5 separate regions of the Mus musculus genome follow, and regions 1, 2, 3 and 4 are each linked to region 5. The links are chromatin contacts, called in public HiChIP or PLAC-seq and promoter capture Hi-C maps. All regions are on one chromosome and are shown on one strand. Each heading gives the region's core, a stretch centred on a gene start, on an enhancer-like site or on the middle of the called end of the contact. The rest is flanking DNA. Distances are from core to core; before and after follow the strand shown. Region 1 has its middle 280 kb from the start of Pcsk1. Region 2 has its middle 250 kb from the start of Pcsk1. Region 3 has its middle 250 kb from the start of Mir682. Region 4 has its middle 180 kb from the start of Mir682. Region 5 holds the start of Glrx (glutaredoxin).

Region 1 (2,700 bases), core at 176-2,675, 470 kb after region 5:
GACAGCGAGAGAAATAGGAAACCAAGACAAAGATACTGATCAAGGCCCCTTGTTTCCAGCCACTCTATGTGGCTGCCAAGTGTGAGTTATCCTTGAGTGTATCCAAGGAGGTGATTAAACAGCTGCCTTCTAAAAAAAAAAAAAAAAAGAGAGAGTCTGAGCCCATCCCCCACCATGCCAGGCTCTCAATGCTTTGTCACCTTGTCACCAGGCTCTCTTCACTCTGTTACCAGGCTGTTGCTTATTCAGGATTGCCTCAGGAAGACAGGTTCAGCCTCTCAGCGGGTAGCAGGTAGCGTTGTCTTGCAGAAAACCGCAGTTATGACAGAACAATAGACCTATCTAGGTCTGAGGACGCTACCCTAGGTGGGCTAGCTGACAGTGGCAGAACAGGTCTGCGCCAGCCTGCTCAAGGCTAGGGGAGGCTATAATTCCTCTCTAGTTATTTAATAAAAAATTAGCTGGACTGGGGTATAGGCTCCATGGTCCTGCCTGGGAATTATGGTGGCTTGTGCCTGTGCCTCTCTTAGGACTGAATCTATTGGACTTATTCTTATCTGTCCTGGAGAATACATGCAGCTTATATGTATTTATTTGCACAAACACGGCTCTTTGGTGTTATTATGAACAAACTTCTTGCTTTTGCTTCTTGGCACATGCCTCTGTCTTAGATTGAAATAAGCCATAGATACAGTGGCCCATCCTTGGCTGCTGGCCCTCATTGCACACCCTTTTCCCAATCAGAGGAAAGCCACAATATACACTCAATGCATCTCTTCATATAGCTGAATTTCTGCCATCTGCACTTGCTGAAGGTGATCCTGCATGGAGGTAACCGACCTGCTTGAAATGCAAACCCAAAGTTGAAAGCAACATGATTAAGTTTGTCTGTCCATAAGTCCAGGTACTCTATTCAGTTGCAAATTAGCAATGATAAAGCCCAAACTCTGGCCTCCTTGTGTGGGGCAGGTGACTTTGAGAATCAACAGAAAAGCTGTTACTTCTCATGTAAATAGGTTATGCTCCAAGTTAACTCTGCTGGCTAAAAGGTTTTTAGCTATCTTCATAATAGGACTCTCTAATATTGGATTTATTACTAGAGCAGTCCATGATTGAGTCAGAATAACTGGTCACATTAAAGGAAAGAGAAGAGTCATTATAATTCCTGTTGGAGTCCGCCAAAAGACCCTCACTAACAAAGACCACAGAGATCGACATTGCTGCAAACTGCAAGAGGTTTTTTTATTGATCCAATGTGTTGGGGACCCCCCTCAGTATGCAGGCAAGAAGAGAGACCCCAAACAAAGAAAGAACACACTTTTTATTCATTGTAAGGGGCAGATTTAGGCAACAGGGCTAGCTGGCTTTCTCTAATGGTGCAGCAAGTAACCCTTTCAGGCATTGGTTGGTTCTCATAGGGTGACTACCTTTGGCCTAGTGACTCACTCTGCCTGCCCTTGTGGTTTTTCTTGGAATTTAGTGTGAGGCAGGGCAGAAGAATTTTTCTGAGAACTGTTATTTTTGTTATGGTTATTTTTCCAAGAACAGCTAATCTTGTTTTGGCAGCTGTAGACTTGGTAAAACTATATAGTTTGGAAAGTCCCTTCAGAGGGGGAAGGGGCTAGGTGGTCTTGAATTTATTTTGGATTCTACACTCCTCCTTTTGATTAATTTTTCGAAGTCGGTTTCCACAGTCACTTATGTTCTCTGTCCCACAGGTTAAAAAGCTTGAAGCAAGGCAGCTTAGCTTGTCTAATCTGGGACAAAGCCAAGCAAAGGTGGGTCAAGAACCCAAACCCAATACAGCTTTCTTATCACCATTGTCAGGGCACTAAGCAAGCTCACAGATCAGTCTGTCACACGAATCATTCTGGCAACTGCCATGCTCCTACAGCATTCTATGGAAAAAAACACAAATGTGCCCTCTTCCCCATATTAAATATATGATCAGGATCATGCCATATACCAATAAGTGGATCCTCCATCTCACCTAGGCATGAGTATGCCTAGTGTTAAGATACTGTAAGGCACTTAACAAGGAGTTCTTTGGCATCCAATATTTTAAAATTTAAAAAAATAAAAAGTGTGATTTAAATAATGTACATGGGGATATAATTTCCCCCTTTATTGTTTTTAAAGAAGATATAATTTTAAAGTTCCACAATACCCTGTCCTTGAGAAATATAAAAAAATCTCAGTAACATGGGTAACATTAAATTGTTCACAAAACATCTCAAATATTTGACTTTAATAGCCAGTTCCAATATCTGTTTTAATCTAATTTGGAACACCAAGAATACAAAAAATATTAAGATAGGCCATGACTAATTACACTTTTAGTTGCTTCTCTTGTTAGAGCAGTTGCAACTAGAAAGCCTGAAAAGGTATCAATAGTCACATGTGCATATTTTACTTTTTAAAAATCAGAAATATGAGTATTCATTTGCAATAATTGATTAAGTATAAGTCCTCAAGAATTAACACAATTATATTGAACAGGTAGAAACTGAGGACAATGAGAACAATTCTTTACAATTTGACATGCACATTCTCTAAAAAATACCAAATTATTATCTCAAGCCACTACTATTTTGATGATGTAAAGAATGAGATAATATGGACAATTATTCTTGTGTAAGGCCTATAATCTGTCTGGGATGTAAATTTGGGGTGGCATTGTTTTAAGAGGTCTTGTCCAGG
Region 2 (2,715 bases), core at 128-2,627, 500 kb after region 5:
CTTGAAACAATGAGGTAGCAAGACACAGGACTGAGAAGGGAAAACAGTAGGAAAAACGAGATTGGTTTATTCATGACTACAACATCCATGATATCAAATCTAGAACATCCTGCCTCTGGAGTTCCTCTTAATAATGAAGAAGTAGCTATTTTAAGTAATATAATGTTCAGCAAATTTTATATGTCATGCTTACAAAGTTAATTATAGCCCATGACTTCAAATTTACCCAGCATGTTCATTTAAGAACAAGTAGATAAAATTACATCAAAAGGAAATTCATTGCCATCTTCTGGCATCTTTAGACATTTGCACACATGAACATACTTTCACACATGCACATGTACATGTACATACACATTTACACAGAAATAAAAATAAACCAAGTCTCATATTTAGAAAAAATTAAGAATCAAATAATAATACCTCAAAATACATGAACTAAATCTTCAAAAACTATTTAGAAATTTAAGTTTTATTCTGGATTTACCAACTCCGTTTGCATAATGAAAGCTTCACTCGATTCCTTGTCTTTGCTTTGAAACAATCGTTTTATTGTACCATAAAATCTAGGGTTGAAAAGATATACAATTAGGCTTTAAAAAAAGATCTATCAAATCATTTATTTGTGAATTGAAGAAGTCCGTTCAGGACCTTTGGAAAATTCCACCAGACGCCTCCTCTCCTGGAAGAGAAAGTTCATGTAGCACTTAGGTACCCCTCCCCTCCAGAAGGGAAAGGGTAATTACCTTCCTCAGATAACAGGGGGTGGAGGGCACTGATCTTTGGCCACTTGTGTGTATGGGGGGGGGGGGGGTAAGGGCAGAGCGTGTACACACATTGTGGACTGACTGTTGGCCACCTACAGACAAGTGAAGTCCTTGCCACCTCATTCCCTAAACCAATCAGTTTAAAAGTCACACTGTTCTGCCAATCACGTTGTGCCTAATGGTTGCTGCTCTGAAAACTATAAAAACTTGCTGAATGGGCTGAGTGGGGTTGTTCTCTCTCTCTCCTTCCTGTGCAGGATGACCACAGCATGCTGGAACAATAAAATTTGTCTTGCTTTTGCATCCATCCCTGGCTGAGTTGTTTACTCAGGGGGTCTCTGGTAAGTTAAGGCTCCTCAGAGTTTTACAGAATGAGCTTCCAAAAATTCTATAAGGAACACAGCTGATGATTCCCATATACCATAGAGACAAGCGAATATGAACACAAGTCAAATAACATTTTCAGAATCACTTCTCGTTCGTTATTTAAGGGATGCTGCAAAAAGGCATTTTCCACATTTATCCTTCAATCTGTTTTACATCAGGACATCACGTGGCTATTGTGTGGCTGTCCCCAAGCTTGCTTGGTTTAGTGTTGCAATGCCATGGAGTAATGATTAATATTGACTGTGAGCTTGACAGAACCTAGAATCACTGAAGAGATAAGACTCGGCATATCTGTGAGGGGTTCTTTAGATCATATTAATTTAAGTGAGAAGACCTACCCCGAGTGTGAGTAGTATCCACAAGCTGAGGGCCTAGATGAAATAAAACAGAACTCTAGTGGGGCGTGAACAGTCTTCATTCTGTGTTCTGACTGCAGATGCAATGGTATCACCAGAACTATCAATGAACTGCACAGTGGAACTGTGAGCCAAATCAAGCCCTCAGGTTGTTTAGTCAAGGTGTTTTATCACAACCTGAGACACATAACTGCTGCTAATGGCTTAGCTTGGGAAGGAGATAGGATTTTCATGACAATGGCAGCAGTATAAACAAAGCAAAGCTTGAGGGAAGCAGGAGAGGTAAATGTCAGACAGTGTTCCCTTCCCTTCCTACATTGGTAAACACTGCAGTTCTGGTGGTGGACTGCTTTATAAAATGAGTAGGTTCTGTTGTTGCACAGGGTCTGAAATTTATTGAGTGAATAGTTTATTGCATTAAATTGTTCATAGTAAACATTTTATATGTGGTTATAGTGTTTTGAAAGGAGGGAAAAATAGGTCAGTACTCAGAGCCCCAGTTTTCACTCAGGAAAATTGAATTGGGAGACTTTTCTTATTCATAAAATGTGGAAGCTGAAAGGGAAAACAGGGTTTCAAATATCTGTGGTAATATTTAATAATTTTTTTCTTGTGAAGTTCCTTTGATTGGATTTCAATAGTCTTTTTAAAATCTCTGTTAAACCTTTGTTTTCAAATGTCCTATTAAATGATACTCCTTTTTAATCTCTTATGTGTTTATAAAAAGATTTTAAAAAAAGGGTACGTTCTATGGAGGTGTGATGAGGTATGGGGGAAGGGGGAACCTCAGTGGGCCCATGCTGAGGTATCCCTTCCCCCGAAGGGACCAGCCACATGACAGTGTACTATAGAATAGAGTTTATTAAGGGCATGGGCAGGGGAGTTAAGAGGTAGTAAAGGCAGAGAGAGAGAGAGAGAGAGAGAGAGAGAGAGAGAGAGAGAGGGAGGGAGAGGGAGAGGGAGAGGGAGAGGGAGAGGGAGAGGGAGAGGGAGAGGGAGAGGGAGAGGGAGAGGGAGAGGGAGAGGGAGAGGGAGAGGGAGAGGGAGAGGGAGAGGGAGAGGGAGAGGGAGAGGGAGAGGGAGAGGGAGAGGGAGAGGGAGAGGGAGAGGGAGAGGGAGAGGGAGAGGGAGAGGGAGAGGGAGAGGGAGAGGGAGAGGGAGAAACTCAGAATACCCAAGATACAATTTACAAATCCCGTGAAAGT
Region 3 (2,746 bases), core at 58-2,557, 440 kb after region 5:
TGGAGTGGGCCTTAGATCCAATAAAAAAGTGATTGGTTGATGTACTGGTTGGTTTTGTGTCAACTTGGCACAGGCTGGAGTTATCACCCAGAAAGGAGCTTCAGTTGGGGAAGTGACTCCATGAGATCTAGCTGTAAGGCATTTTCTCAATTAGTGATCAAGGGGGAAGGCCCCTTGTGGGTGGTACCATCTCTGGGCTGGTAGTCTTGGGTTCTATAAGAGAGCAAGCTGAGTAAGCCAGTGGGAGCAAGCCAGTAAATAACATCCCTCCATGGCCTCTGCATCAGCTTCTGCTTCCTGACCTGCTTGAGTTCCAGTCCTGACATCATCCTTTGGTGATTAACAGCAATGTGGAAAGTGTAAGCTGAATAAACCCTTTCCTCTCCAACTGCTTCTTGTTCATGGTGTTTGTGCAGGAATAGAAACCCTAAGACAGTTACTCCTATAACATTTTTCTCACTAATGCTCCAGTGCCACAGATTAACCTCTTTTGGGTTTCTGGTTGCAGATGGGCAAAGAGTCAGTGAGAATTGACAGATAGATGCAGACTCGAGAGAGTGTGCTGGATCTGAATGTATTGTCCAAATGAATAGCAGAATTTTTTATAAAGAAGAAAAACAAACAAACAAACAAACAAAAAACAAAAAACAAAACAAAAACAGGTGAACACATCCGCCAAGTTACAGTGACACAAAACAGAAGGAATGCATACATCAAAAGATGGTGGGGGCCAGGCCGTGTTTACCACTAAAAATGGAGCCAGGTGAATGCTCTGATATAATGCTAGTCTATTGTTAAACCCACCACCAGGGGTTCTTAGTAAATACCTGATTATGCTATTCCTTTGGGCTTAGTGAAGAAACCTGTACCAGGGGAATTTCCTTCTACTAACTCTTTCATGGTTAACCTACCTATTTGCTAGGCCATTGTGTATTTCCGTGTTTGGGTGAGACTCGGCTATTGTCCTAAGTAATCACTATGCAGACTAGCCCTGAGCTTTTCTAGCTCTGTTCTTTGTAATGCCTAATAAGTTAGTTTCACTGTCTCTACTAGAAGTGAATTTGAATGTTACTGAATAGGTAATATTCTTACTGAATTCCAAGCTCACCATCAGCTTCAAGGACTTTCTAGGAACCATTGGAACTGGTGGAGGCTTAGCTATATCAAAAAATCAATCCTTAAGGGCACTTATAATAAAACAATACTGAAAGAGATCACATGGATCCATACATGAGATTAACACAGGGACAGGGTTTGAGTATACGGGCTATAAAAACGCCAAGGTTCCAGGAGGCATAGTTTCCTTGAAACTCCTCACCTTGTTACTGCCTTCAGGCCTTTCAGCTTGTCAGTCAGACTTCACTGGAGTGGGCATAGCACTCCAGTGTATCTTTCAGACCTTTGCTATTGTACATTACAGGATGTATATCCAGATGATACTAATGATTACTTTTCTTCTCAGGTAGCATCCAGTACCGTAAATGCTGGTCAGTAGAAATGAAACTTTTAATTGAACACCAGCTTAAATTCTTCATGTTCAATGACATAAATAGTTATGTCTTTAGTAATAGGGCCCTACCATGAGCTTATGGAAAATAAACAATAGCCATGGCAATAGTCAGTGATGTTAGAAGTGATAGTCTATGTGACCCTGTTGGCCAAAGACTCAACAGGATGTAGCCTATTCTCAGTACTTGAAGTTTTATTTGGTGGCATAAGAAATCTAGTTGGGGCATTATATATACCATTATGTTATGACTCTACTTAAACTCAATGATACCTTGGTCAAGGAAGGAATAAATAAAGAAATTAAGGACTTTTTGGAGTTTAATGAAAATGAAGCCACAACATACCCAAACTTATGGGACACAATGAAAGCATTTCTAAGAGGAAAACTCATAGCTCTGAGTGCCTCCAAAAAGAAACTAGAGAGAGCACACATTAGCACCTTGACAACACACCTAAAAGCTCTAGAACAAAAGGAAGCAAATTCACCCAAGAGGAGTAGACAGCAGGAAATAATCAAACTCAGGGGCAAAATCAACCAAGTGGAAACAAAAAGAACTATTCAAAGAATCAACCAATCGAGGAGCTGGTTCTTTGAGAAAATCAACAAGATAGATAAACCCTTAGAAAAATCACTAAAGGGCACAGGGAAAGCATTCTAATTAACAAAATCAGAAATGAAAAGGGAGACATAACAACAGATCCTGCAGAAATCCAATACACCATCAGATCCTTCTAAAAAAGGCTATACTCAACAAAACTGGAGAACCTGGATGAAATGGAGAAGTTTCTAGACAGATACCAGGTACCAAAGTTAAATCAAGATCAGTTTAATGATCTAAACAGTCCTATATCCCCTAAAGAAATAGAAGCAATCATTAATAGTCCCCCAACCAAAAAAAGTCCAGGACCAGATGGGTTTAGTGCAGAGTTCTATCAGACCTTCAAAGAAGATCTAATCCCAGTTCTTCACAAACTATTCCACAAAATAGAAACAGAAGGTACTCTACCCAACTCATTCTATGAAGCCACAATTACTCTGATACCTAAACCACAAAAAGACCCAACAAAGATAGAGAACTTCAGACCAATTTCTCTTATGAATATCGATGCAAAAATCCTCAATAAAGTTCTCGCTAACAGAATCTAAGAACACATCAAAACAATCATCCATCCTGACCAAGTAGGTGTCATCCCAGGGATGCAGGGATGGTTCAATATACTGAAATCCATCAACGTA
Region 4 (2,700 bases), core at 44-2,543, 380 kb after region 5:
ACACAGAAGCATTTTTACATGGGAGTGTTGTCTAGCCCATTGTGCTGAGTAAGTGCTCCACCCTCATCCTGGAGCTGAGTAAGTGCTCCACCCTCACCCTGGAGCACTTGGTCAGTTTTCTCATGCGATGAATCTGGGGAAATTTGCTTTTATTTTCTCCTCCTACTCTTTTGCCAAATATGAAGAAAGTGGCATCAGCCTCCCTGATTTGCAGTGATGCCTGCCCACTTCTTTTCCTGTTCCCTTGTGGAGAGAGCTCAATGAGGTGCATAAGGGTAAAGCCTGGAGTCAGGGTTCACTGGGAGCGTTTTCTTTGCAGGGGTCGAGAATTTTTGCTAAATGTCAAGAGTCTGGATGCCACTTTCACATCCTGCAAAAGCTCTCTAAAAGAGTGTGTCAGCAGAATGGGCATTGCATGTCGAGACAAAGAATTGCCATTAGCCTCACCAGCTAGAATCCAATCTGCTAACTCTCATGTAAGCATTTGCTTTATGTGCCACAGGCAACTGGGGTGGGGGGCAGGTTAAATGAAAGCTTTAGCTCTAAGATTTAGACTAAGGCCCTCCAGGTGCTTCTTTGAAGAGAAGTTATCTTTTATAAGATTAGAAATTGTACCGATAGACATGAAAGTCTCCTGTCTTTAAAAAATCTCCAGTTAAATGATGGTATCTCTATATTTTATTATATATCCAAGAACATTTTGTAAAGCACCTATTGGAAGCCAGTGCAGGGCTTCCAGCTGGGCTCTGCTGATACATCTGTGAATCTAATATTCATGGTCCCTGCCTCAAGGGATTTACACCTTAATAGGGGTGACTGACCACAAACAAGAATAACAGGATCTTGGTCTCAGTTTCTGGGCTGAGGCACCAAAGAACAAAGCAGTAGGTGTCAAGTTCCTTTGCTTTTGAAATTGAGGTGCCAACTGACTACCTCTGCAGAAAAGATACCTCAAAACCTGTTCCACAAGTAGTAAGCCATCATCTTACCCCAGGGCATTGAAGAGAAGGCCCAGTGTTTGAAGTTTCAAGTTCAGGTAGGAAAGCTTGCTTGAGAGTTGTCATGGTGCTGTGTGGTCTCCATCACTACATCGAGGGTCTGTGTGCCTTCTCATTTAATAGAGTGGAAGGCCTCTGCATGCATTCTGAGAATACATTCTCCTGTGTTTCATGGAGTCAGGGACATCCAGGGTGCAGGTAAGGCTTGGAGAGTTGCCACACTGAGAGCACTGAGAATGTGCAGTGCTTTCAAAGTGATATCTGGTGATGAAGGGACTGACTAGGCCAGTTGAAAGCATGTCCCCAGGGAGAAATGTGTGGAAGAGTGAGGTGAATCTGATAAGAGGTGTGCCCTCAGAATGAGCAGGAAGGCAGGAAACTTTCCTGGGCCAAGAAGAAGGATCCTGGCTCAATAAGGTAATTCTGGGAAAGATATTTGCCACAATGGGAGCGGTGTTTCTAAAACTCCAGGAAGAACAGGCCAAGGAGGCCTGGCTGTCACCCAGGTGCAGAGGCACACAGCCCACATCAAAGCCTTATCTGACAAGTCAGACTTATCTTCCTTCTTTGCCTCCCAACACACCCCTATTTCCGAACCCAAGTGGAACGAGAGAAAGCTGACGAAGCTGCCTTCCCAACCAGCTCCTAGGCATGAACAGGACCTGAACACGGAGGGAGAGAAATTGTAGGTTAGCTTAGGTTTGGAGTGTAGATACTCAACTCACCTGAGCAAGAAGACTAACTCTTCTTGGACTTGGAAGGACTTGGAAGCGCCTGGATCAGCTGAGGAGGTGGCTAGTGGGGGACTTATCTAGAGACAGGAGCCACACAGGAAGGCAGCAGATTCAACTTGGTAGAGATAGGAGGAGATAAATTACTTTCTGTCTGAATCACACTGACTCTCATTCTTTACTAGGTAGACATGAACAGAATTCTACAGCAATGTTCTTAAAGGACAGGGAAGCCTCCTTAGACATGCTAACAGCATCAACCTCTCAAGAAATGACATTCAATGGATTGAATTAGTAAGAAGTAGGTGTGCTGAGTACTTTCTGAAAGTTGCTTCCCTTCCAGGCAGAGGGAACAGCATGTATAAAGCTTATGAGGAGGTATATGAATAGCAGTCAATATATATTCAATTGCCATTATCCAAGGATATTTTCTTTGTCTAGGACATAGGATTACATACTATGTTTTATAAACAAATTGTATTTAACTGATCAATATTAGAGGGGAAAAAGAAGCTGTGATAAAAGGTAAAATCTAAAGGCCATAAGGAACAAAAGAGCTCCTGCCTTCTTCATTCGGCTCCTGCTGGCCCCAGATAACACTCTGCCACTGCCATGGATTGACAGTGTAGTCTAGCATGCTGACTACAGTTAAGAAGCACCTGATATCCGTGAGGTTTCCACCTCCTCTCTGTTGTGTACATGTCTGTTGTTGTCATTGTTCAGATCTTGTTTAGGCATCTCATTAGGCCATGGTGGTGAGACTCATCGGTAGAGCTTTTCTGATATTGCTATGAGACAGTCTCACAGTAATCGCCCTGTTCCTCTGGCTCTTACTGCCTCTCACCCAAGATAGTCCCTGAACCTTTGGTATATAGGAATTGTGTTTGTTGTAGATGTATTGTAGATATATTGGTTGGAGCTGGGTACCACATGGTCACTGGTTACTTATTCTTTGCAGTTTGAGAAATTGT
Region 5 (2,733 bases), core at 217-2,716:
ATCTAGATAGGAAGATCCCAGGGGCGTTCTGGCTGCTAGCTAGTCCAGTCCATCCCAGCCTGTGAACTCCAGATTCAGTGAAGGACGGTGTCTCACCAAAGTAAGGCTGAGAGTGATTAAATAAGTCATCCAACATTAACCACTGGGCTGTTGTGTAAACAAGGGTACACAGACACACACACCATACATTTTATGGACTTGGGCATCCATGGACATCTGTATTTTTTCAGCTTCCCAATGAAGCCTCACTGAGGAAGTTTCTTTCCTCTGCTTTTCACTGTCACGCGTCACTTTAGTTGGTATTGGAGGCAGGTGGCCAAGGTTCTTGGCTTGTTGGGGCTGCCTCGGCTTTGTCCCCAACACTCCAGTTAACTGTACAACAAGCTCACTTTCCAGCACTGGAGTCTGTTGAGCTGGGCATTCCAGCAGCAGCCCAGGCACAAAGAAAGCCTTTTCTGAGGAGGAAGGTGTTCTTAGAGAGCTGCATATGGATTTGTGGAACAGGACTTTGAAGCGCTCCCTCTAATCTTGCAGCCTGCGTCACTGAGGATGGATCTCCAAGGCAAGAATCCATCAGATCATACAGTAAGTTATCATGATAACCAGACCTGAAAATATCCTACAATTAAGGCAGCACAGGCAAAAATGGAGTCCAGGATTTACTTTTCTAGTGGGTGGGGCTAGGTAAGAATGGACAAACTAGGTGATAAAGAAAGAAAGCCTAGTGCAAAGAAAAGGAAGGGCCGCAGACCCCACTACATGCTAACAGGGGGAAGAGAGTGCCTATGGCCCCCATCCATAACATAAAAGCTAGAGATCACATCCAGCCTCGAAGCTGCCTCCTGCCTTGCCAGAAGAACACTGCCAGTTCAAAATAGTGCTTAAAACAAAGCCTTCAGATAAACACTTAACTGCCGCCAGCCCAGCTGTCAGGCCCACTATCCACACACCAACCAGCGTTCTGCCTTCTGGTCCTCCCAGGCAGTCCTGCTGCCCACTCATTTGAGCAGTGTCTTCCCTTGAGTCCCTCCCCCACACCCTGCAAAGTCCTCTGGCTGCTTTGAAGGACAGAGCCCAGGCAACGGCATCCTAGAAAAGGCACAGCTAGCTGTCTACAAAGCTCTGGAAAGGAAACAGCAACACCCCAGCGCTTCCTTAGCATTTAAACACACTCACTGTTCTCGCTCCGGTGAGCTGTTGTAAATAATCTTGAATCGCACTGGTGTTGTTAGTGGCTGTGATGTCCACAAACTCCAGAAGACCTTGTTTGAAAGGCAGTTGACTGAGGATTTCTTGGGTCTTTCTGCAGTAGGGGCAGGTGGGCTTGATGAACACGACCACCTTCCCAGACTGGATCTTGCAGTTCACAAACTCCTGAGCCATGCTGACAGGCTGCAGCTTCTCCAGGGAGGAACGTGCAGTTGAAAGTAATGGTCCGGTAATGCAGCGGCGCTTAGCCAGCAGCTCTCATTTAATAAGGAACCTCCTTGGAGGAGGAGTTACCAAGTAGGATGCTTCAGTTTTAAAGGGCCAGCCCCAAAGTCAGTTCATTTTGGTATGAGTCAGTACTTCCTAGGCCTACCATTGCACACTGGCTGTGTAAGCTATAACAGGCTGTCTTGTGTCCTCCCCAAGAACAGAACTAAGTCACCCTCTAGGGTAGCAGAGACAGCGCAGACCAGTTTCTGGGTAGGAGGCCCCAGGTCCTCTTAGAACAAATTCTCTCTCTCTCTTCTTTTGGAAACACGGTTGTTTTGAAAAATAAAAACACAACCATTCAGGAAAGCTTTGGCTCTTCATAGGATGTGGGGACTGCATAGTGATTGGGCCTTGTGGGTTGCACCGGCATGCTTTCTTTGCCCTGTAAGGTGGGTACTTGTGTGATTAGTGGACTTGGTTCTTGACATGTAAAAATGTGCTTGTCTGTACTTTCTCTCTGTCTTTAAAAAGTGGGGTGCCATGCTCTGAGTTCATGGTGAACAATGAGCCCTTTTCAGTGGGGTAGATTTGTGACTGAACTTTGCCACGGGGCCTACCTGTGAAGCTAAGCTTTTTAATAGGTCTCTCTTACTCCAAAAGCCTTAGGGCTGGTGACCTTTGAATAGCAGTTCAGTAAGAAACAAATTCTCCCATAACCCCTGACCTGAGATTCCAGACAGAATGTGGATCTTTTCCTGTCTGACTTGTTTTGACAGTGAGCTGAGGTGCTTTGGGAGGTGGTGCTGAGGTAGATAAGCAAGTCGAAGAGAAAACTCCTGTCAGACTGAAGCACCTTTCCAAGCAAGCAACCAGCTCCACAGTAGAACCAGAGTATCTTACAGGAGGTCAGACTACAGTCATGTCCTGGTGACGGCTCTGGTGCACATTGTGACCAAAGAGAAGTAAACTGACTTCTGGGGGCTGCTTTCTTTGTCACTCTCACTGTTACCCACATCAAATGGCAAAATAACAGTCAGATGGTAATAGTCAGGGCCACAGAAGAAGCGGAGAGAGAGTTCTGCCAACGGAGAAGCGGCCTGGCTGCATGGCTGAGGTGGCTGGCCCATGGCAGGGTTGTAGACCTCTCAGCCCATAGCTTCCCACAATTCTGAACAAGTTTAGGGCTAGAGTCTTAACTTTCTGGCAACCTTCTGATGCCAGCTGTTTCAAGGACCTCTTGAGGGTTCTTGCTGTTCACATGACCCTGGGGAATAAGCACCCAGCTCAGGCTGTTCCTTTAGAGTCTTTCTCTCC

The links. Promoter capture Hi-C pulls out the DNA fragments that hold promoters and counts their contacts. HiChIP or PLAC-seq counts read pairs in DNA pulled down with a chosen protein or histone mark.
Region 1: a contact with region 5 is called in a promoter capture Hi-C map of the 3T3-L1 cell line, with 3 times the contacts expected there. The contact joins the enhancer-like site here to the promoter of Glrx in region 5. A contact is called at or near these places in 7 of 39 promoter capture datasets (the 3T3-L1 cell line, the C10 cell line, embryonic stem cells and 3 more), 2 of 115 datasets of contacts at active chromatin or transcription factors (the 230-238 cell line and embryonic stem cells) and 2 of 9 other capture datasets (adipose tissue and macrophages).
Region 2: an H3K4me3 HiChIP or PLAC-seq map of bone marrow-derived macrophages shows a contact between it and region 5, with 5 times the contacts expected there. The contact joins the enhancer-like site here to the promoter of Glrx in region 5. A contact is called at or near these places in 6 of 39 promoter capture datasets (the 3T3-L1 cell line, cranial neural crest, embryonic stem cells and 3 more), 4 of 115 datasets of contacts at active chromatin or transcription factors (the 230-238 cell line, bone marrow-derived macrophages and large pre-B cells) and 2 of 9 other capture datasets (adipose tissue and macrophages).
Region 3: an H3K27ac HiChIP or PLAC-seq map of embryonic stem cells shows a contact between it and region 5, with 3 times the contacts expected there. The contact joins the enhancer-like site here to the promoter of Glrx in region 5. A contact is called at or near these places in 1 of 39 promoter capture datasets (the C10 cell line) and 1 of 115 datasets of contacts at active chromatin or transcription factors (embryonic stem cells).
Region 4: a contact with region 5 is called in a promoter capture Hi-C map of stem cell-derived epiblast-like cells, with 4 times the contacts expected there. The contact joins the enhancer-like site here to the promoter of Glrx in region 5. A contact is called at or near these places in 5 of 39 promoter capture datasets (embryonic stem cells, hippocampal neurons, liver and 2 more), 1 of 15 datasets of contacts at CTCF or cohesin (the NIH/3T3 cell line), 2 of 115 datasets of contacts at active chromatin or transcription factors (embryonic stem cells and large pre-B cells) and 1 of 9 other capture datasets (macrophages).

The regions. Positions count from the first base shown.
Region 1 is chr13:75,366,041-75,368,740 of GRCm38.p6, reverse strand. No RefSeq gene overlaps it. Among named protein-coding and RNA genes, the nearest start is that of Pcsk1, 280 kb to the right of the region's middle. Within about 2 kb of position 1,425, at least 33 of the 459 cell types and tissues checked have an H3K27ac peak or open chromatin away from gene starts, as enhancers often do. A contact at or near this core is called in the 230-238 cell line and stem cell-derived epiblast-like cells, where this site is marked.
Region 2 is chr13:75,342,268-75,344,982 of GRCm38.p6, reverse strand. No RefSeq gene overlaps it. Among named protein-coding and RNA genes, the nearest start is that of Pcsk1, 250 kb to the right of the region's middle. Within about 2 kb of position 1,377, at least 5 of the 459 cell types and tissues checked have an H3K27ac peak or open chromatin away from gene starts, as enhancers often do. A contact at or near this core is called in bone marrow-derived macrophages and liver, where this site is marked.
Region 3 is chr13:75,398,217-75,400,962 of GRCm38.p6, reverse strand. No RefSeq gene overlaps it. Among named protein-coding and RNA genes, the nearest start is that of Mir682, 250 kb to the left of the region's middle. Within about 2 kb of position 1,307, at least 2 of the 459 cell types and tissues checked have an H3K27ac peak or open chromatin away from gene starts, as enhancers often do. A contact at or near this core is called in embryonic stem cells, where this site is marked.
Region 4 is chr13:75,458,799-75,461,498 of GRCm38.p6, reverse strand. No RefSeq gene overlaps it. Among named protein-coding and RNA genes, the nearest start is that of Mir682, 180 kb to the left of the region's middle. Within about 2 kb of position 1,293, at least 20 of the 459 cell types and tissues checked have an H3K27ac peak or open chromatin away from gene starts, as enhancers often do. A contact at or near this core is called in stem cell-derived epiblast-like cells, where this site is marked.
Region 5 is chr13:75,838,619-75,841,351 of GRCm38.p6, reverse strand. It overlaps Glrx (glutaredoxin), which reads right to left and starts at 1,466. Exons shown (of 3, transcript NM_053108.4): 1 at 1,177-1,466. The coding sequence starts at 1,383. It overlaps Gm41005 (a long non-coding RNA gene), which reads left to right and starts at 284. Exons shown (of 2, transcript XR_873685.2): 1 at 284-585.